Linked DNA regions of Macaca mulatta: region 1 is linked to region 2. The links are chromatin contacts, called in public Hi-C maps. All regions are on one chromosome and are shown on one strand. Each heading gives the region's core, a stretch centred on a gene start, on an enhancer-like site or on the middle of the called end of the contact. The rest is flanking DNA. Distances are from core to core; before and after follow the strand shown. Region 1 overlaps TRERF1 (transcriptional regulating factor 1). Region 2 holds the start of TRERF1 (transcriptional regulating factor 1).

The links. Hi-C and Micro-C count contacts between places; a contact is called where the count stands out from the background.
Region 1: a contact with region 2 is called in a Hi-C map of fetal cortical plate, with 2.6 times the contacts expected there. The contact joins the enhancer-like site here to the promoter of TRERF1 in region 2. A contact is called at or near these places in 3 of 14 Hi-C or Micro-C datasets (fetal cortex germinal zone, fetal cortical plate and liver).

What each region holds. Positions count from the first base shown.
Region 1 is chr4:139,870,046-139,872,745 of T2T-MMU8v2.0, reverse strand. All of the region lies in intron 4 of TRERF1 (transcriptional regulating factor 1), which reads right to left. Among named protein-coding and RNA genes, the nearest start is that of MRPS10, 58 kb to the left of the region's middle. Within about 2 kb of position 1,270, at least 5 of the 40 cell types and tissues checked have an H3K27ac peak or open chromatin away from gene starts, as enhancers often do. A contact at or near this core is called in fetal cortical plate, where this site is marked.
Region 2 is chr4:139,692,508-139,695,207 of T2T-MMU8v2.0, reverse strand. TRERF1 (transcriptional regulating factor 1) reads right to left here and starts at 1,414. Exons shown (of 17, transcript XM_077999962.1): 1 at 1,034-1,414; 2 at 105-189.

The DNA of each region.
Region 1 (2,700 bases), core at 21-2,520, 180 kb before region 2:
TCTTGGTGAGTCCGATGCACACTCAAGTTGAAGACCACTGCCCCAGAGATGATCTGGTCTCTCCATGTTACAGAGGAAGAAACAGAGGCCCAGAGATGTAATTTCTGGGCCCAGAGCAGTGCCTTGCTGATGGTAGGCAATCAAGCCTCATTTGTTCAATGAAAGAAGGGGAAAATGGCTGGGCTCAAGCCTGTAATCCTAGCACTTTGGGAGGCCAAGGCGAGCGGATTACTTGAGGCCAGGAGTTCGAGAACAGCCTGGCAAACATGGCAAAACCCTGTCTCTACTAAAAAAAAGAACACAAAAATTAGCCAGGCGTGGTGGTGCATGCCTATAGTCCCAGCTACTTGGGAGGCTAAGGCACAAGAATCGCTTGAACCCTGGAGGTGAAGGTTGCAGTAAGCTGAGATCAAGCCATTGTACAACAGAGACTCTGTCTCAAAATAAATAAATAAATAAATAAAAATAAAAATAAATAAATAAATAAATAAATAAAATTAAAAAAAAGAGAGAAAATGATTTTTCCTAAAACACCGTAGGGAGATAATGGCAAAACCATGTGCTTTTTATTTTACATTAAATGTAATATTTTTTGAATAGGTACTAGGTTCACATGGTTCAAAATTCAAAAGGTTAAAATGGATATGCAAAACAGCAAAAATTATCCCAAACAAATGCTTGTAAATAAAGTGAAAATCATGCAAATTGTAAAAATAAAAGCATATGTGAAAAGTCTCCCTCCACCCCCATCCCTAGCCACCCAGCACCCCTTCTGGGACAGTGAATTAGGTTCTTATATATCCTCCCAGAGACACTTTATGCTCATAGAAGAATACTGGTGCACAGCCCCTCTTATACAGATGGTAGCGTGCTAGGCCGTGGTTTAGCATCTTGCCAAAAGGCTATTTTAAACATATCATTTAAAACCTGGAAACTGTTGTTCTTGGTGGATTAGTCAATCTCCCAGAATTCTTATAATACCAACTCAGGATTCAAGTCTCTATTATTTTTCTAACAAGGTAACCGTTTTGCTCATTATGTGTAACAATTCCTACTGGGTAATTTGTACCAGGAGCTTTTTCATTCATGAACTAATTAACAGAACTGCTACTTTCCCATTTCTTCAGTCAGTTTCTTCCTTAGAGCAGGACTCCAGGGTGGGCTCAACAAAGAAATGCCCACTCAGAACTTAAGGTGCCACTCTACACTCCCACAGAGCCTGTGTCCGCCTTTCCTCTGCACTGACCATGTCACAGTCAGGCGACCCACTTCCATGCCTATCTCCCGACTGGCTGCCCAGTCACTGTGACGCAGGGACAGCAGCCTGCCCATGTGGTGTCCTCAGGGACTGGGACATAGCAGATGCTCAACAAACGCTCACTGAACTGCAACACTGTGCCAGGCAAAGGAGACCTAGAGTGGCTTGTTCCCCTCTGCAGGTCCCATGCCTCTGACATGGACTGAGAGACAGAATTTACTAGTTTCTGTTGAGGGCATAGTGCCCTAAAGCACCAAATTTATGGAGTGCTGTAGAAAATAACAAGACTCTACAGAGACCTCCCAGCACACTTTTTCTATACAGGGCCAACTAGTAAATATTTTCAGCTTTGGGGCCCATGCAGATGGTTTCTGTCACAACGCTGCCACGGTAGCGTGAAAGCGGCCACAGACCATATATAAACGAATGGGCGTGGCTGTGTTCCAATACAACTTTATTTATGGACACTGAAACTTGAATTTTATATAATTTTCACATGCCAAATGCTGTTCTTCTTTTGATTTTTCTTCAACCAATTAAAAATGTAAAAATCCTTCTTCACTCACAGGCAGTAGAAGAATAGGTGTGGGCTGGATCTGGCCTGACCCATGGTTTGCTTGACCCCTGTTCTAGAGCATCAAAGTCTCTCCACACCCCACCCCCTGCCCTGGGGCACCAGGAGACAAGGCCGCAGTCTGCAAGGAGGATATCTGTCCTAAGGGCCACCCTTTGAACCAGAGAGACAGACAGAGAGATACATCAGGAGAGGAAGTTGACTTTGGCCAAGGTCTCCGCAGAACTTGTTTGCTTACAATTCAGAAGGGGTAACACCCTGCTCCGGCCAGACCACCATTGCTTGTTTGAGGAAGAAAAACCAAAAAGATTTTCCTTTTTCTGACCCTGGGCCGTCAGTTACAGACTGTATACACAATTCTCCAAATGCTTTGGCTTGTGTTTTAGTCCAGCCTTCCTCTGGGCTCTGTCAAGGAAGCTTCACTTGACTCCCCTGGGGGCTCCTCTTACTCCAGCTCACTCCCAGCTCCCCCAAGCAGGCAGGAGCCAAGGGCGGCTCTCCAGGACGTGGGCCGCAGTTTGCCGTCTTCTTTTTAGCACCGTTGTTGTTCTAAATGCTTTCTGATTAGTCTTCTAAATAATTCCAGTGGGTATTTTATAATCCAGTTACCCGATTATCGTGGACATGTGCTGCCAATGACGGCGGTTAGCACCTAAATCTTCCTCTGCGCAGTGAATGGTTCGCTCTTACTCCCTCACAGCCCTGGCTTTCCTGCTGACTCTGGGCTGTGGGAGGATTTTCAAGGCTCCCTTTGGGCAGCAAGAAACATTCATTTCTCCACCCTCAGGTCTCACCCTGTAGCATCAGTTGCTCCCTCCAACCCCTGGGGATCAGTAAGAAGCCGAACGCATAGCCCAGGAACCTGCAG
Region 2 (2,700 bases), core at 165-2,664:
TGTCTCCCCACTCTTCCCTCCCCACTCCGCCCCACCCCCGTCTTCTAGAGGAGCATCCCCAAACTAATTTTTTAAAAATGAAACTTAATAAGCTTCTTGCCTACCTTGGCTGTTTCTGCAACAAGTGCATGGGCAATCCGACGAGAAGACCAGTCTCCGCTTGGGGGGTGAGATGGGGGGCGAGCAGAGCTGATGGAGTAATTTCAATATTAATTTATGTCAGCCGCCTTCTCTCAGCGCTACTCACTTACAGTACTGCCCTCAGCCTGTAAACAAATATCGCTCCGCCAGGAAACATACTCCCCAGATGCAAGCCCCTCTCCCCAGCAGGGAACCTGGCCCCTCGCCCCGCCGCAAGAGTGTGCTCCCCCACCCGGGGTAGGAAGCTTTGGGTTTCCAAAGCACCAACCCACCACCTCCTCCACCACCCCAGCAAGAAACTTACTCGGTCCGTCTACGCCTCCACCCTCCCTTCAGGAAATCTACTCTCCATATGCATTCAGCCTCCCCGCAGGAAATCTGCTCCCCCCCTCCCCCCTTCTATATACATGCACCCCTCCCTCTCCTCCTCCCCATGCGCCCTCCCCGGCCAGAAACTTACTAGTGAGCAAGCGTGCAGGCTCTCCTGATGCTGGAAACTTACTCCCAGATATAGCGCCCGCCAGCCCCCTTTCCCAGCCCTGTTCCCCTTCCTGCCCTCCGCCGCAAGCAACTCCAAACTCTCCGCATCCAGCCGTTCTCCCTCCCCGGTGGAAATTTGCAGCGCCGGGCTGCGCGCGTGCATCCACCCTCCCCTTCAGGAAACTTACTCCCCATCTGCATGCACCGCCTCTCAGCCATCGCTTAGAGGGAAGGGGGTGTGCTGGGGAGACAGAAATACATATGTATCTCTCGCCCCTCCCCCGGCCGCAGCCCACTCGGGGCCGAGCCGCGGTAACCTGGCCTTACCTTTGCATTGCTCCCCATCCTCGCCCCCTCCCTTAACCCTCCTTATCCGCTCCCCGGTACCCCCCTTTTTTCACCCATTACCCACCCCTAGCAACCGTTCCCAAGCTCCTCTCGGCCTTTTTTTTTTTTTTTTTAAATCCAGGATGCAAATTCCTCCCCTGTCAGCAAATCGACTGTCAAATTATTTTCTTGCAAAAGGAGAAAGGCGGGGTGGGGGGGGGAGCAGGAGCAAAAAGGGGGGAGGGCGGGGGAAGGGAGGGAGAGGGACCGAGGAGGGGAGAGATATCCCTCCGCAGAGCTGGGTCTGGCCGCGGGCGGGGAAGCAGGAAGTAAGGTGTCCAGCGCCGCGGCCGGCTGGTCCTCCGCCGCGGCCCCCGCCCGCGTCCCCTTTCCCCCGGGGCGCAGCGCTCCGGCGGGCGCGGGCAGCCCGGCGCATTGTTCGCAGCCTTCGCGGCGGTGCGCTGCTGACTTTATTTGTGCGCTTTGCGTGTGCGTGAGGTTGCACCTTTTGTAGGCTGGCGAGTCTCTGGACGAGGATGGGACGGGGGACACGGGCCCAGTTGCGGCCCTGCGCGAGCGGGACCTGTCAGCCCCGAGGTGCAGCGGACTCTCCGGCGTGGCCGGAAAATCGAGGCCGGGGAGAAGGCAGCGTGGCCGGGAAGCTGCCGCCTTAAACCCAGACCAGTGCAGGATTGCTTCCTGCGTAGCCGTCCCGGTTATTGTAACGCGCTTTGCAAGCAAACGACTGGGGTTTGGGAGGGGGTTTGTTTATTTTTCTAAGGGTCTGCAAAGATGCCGAGGTCGAGGCGGGCTGCGAGGAGACGGTCCGCGCCCACCCCCACTGCACCCTGGCCTCGGTGGGGCTGGGAGAGGGCTGGGGCTCCGGAGAAGGGGCTGGAGGTTCGCGAAGCGCGCGTCTCCATCCCTCCGCCCCGATGGGGGCGGGGAAGGGGTGCAGTAGACCGCGCTGGAAGAGCAGCTCTCTGGGGAGGGGTCTCCATCGCCGCGGCGGGCGCAGCAGGCCAGGGAGGGAGGTTGCCTAGGAGAGGGGCCGGGCGGCGGAGGGGAGGGGAGGAGAGGGGGCGCGGGTGCAGCCGCCGCGCGCGCTCGCCCCTCCTCGCGCGCCATGACTGTGGAACGTGGTGCCGGGGAGGAGGGAAGGCCGCCGGGGGCCGCCCGGGGCTGCTCGGCATTGGTGCGGAAACCCGAGCCCGGAGTCGCTCCGTCGCTCTTGCCTCCTCCTCCTCTGCGGGGGAAACCGCTGCACCCAAACCGGGAGCAGCTGCGAGGAGGGGGCAGGGCGCGGGCTGAAAGGCGAGCCAAAGGTTCAAACCTTGGCGGTGCGGGCCGGGGGTGGAGGGCAACAGCAGGACTGCCCCCAGGTCCCGCGAAGGCGTGGCAGTGGTCGGCCCAGGTGCCAGGGAACCTGGCCTGATATCCCTGCATTTCCAAGCTTCTTTCCTGGTCAGTGGAAACGTGAGCCAAAGGTAGTTCAGCTAAACAGACCACCTCGAGCCGGGTTCGAGGCATCTGTCTCGAGGGCAAGACAGTATTTTTTGCACTACAGAAAGTTACACCATCCATTTTTTTTTTCCATGGGGGAAATCGTTGCGCCCCTTCCCCCAAAATCTCGCGCAAGAAGAATGACCTCCCGCAACCCAGACCTTCGCCAGTGTCCCCCACCCCACCCCCACCCGGGCGCTGGGTGTGGATTGGGCGGAGGGAGGCTATATGGGAGCTTAAAGCATGAGG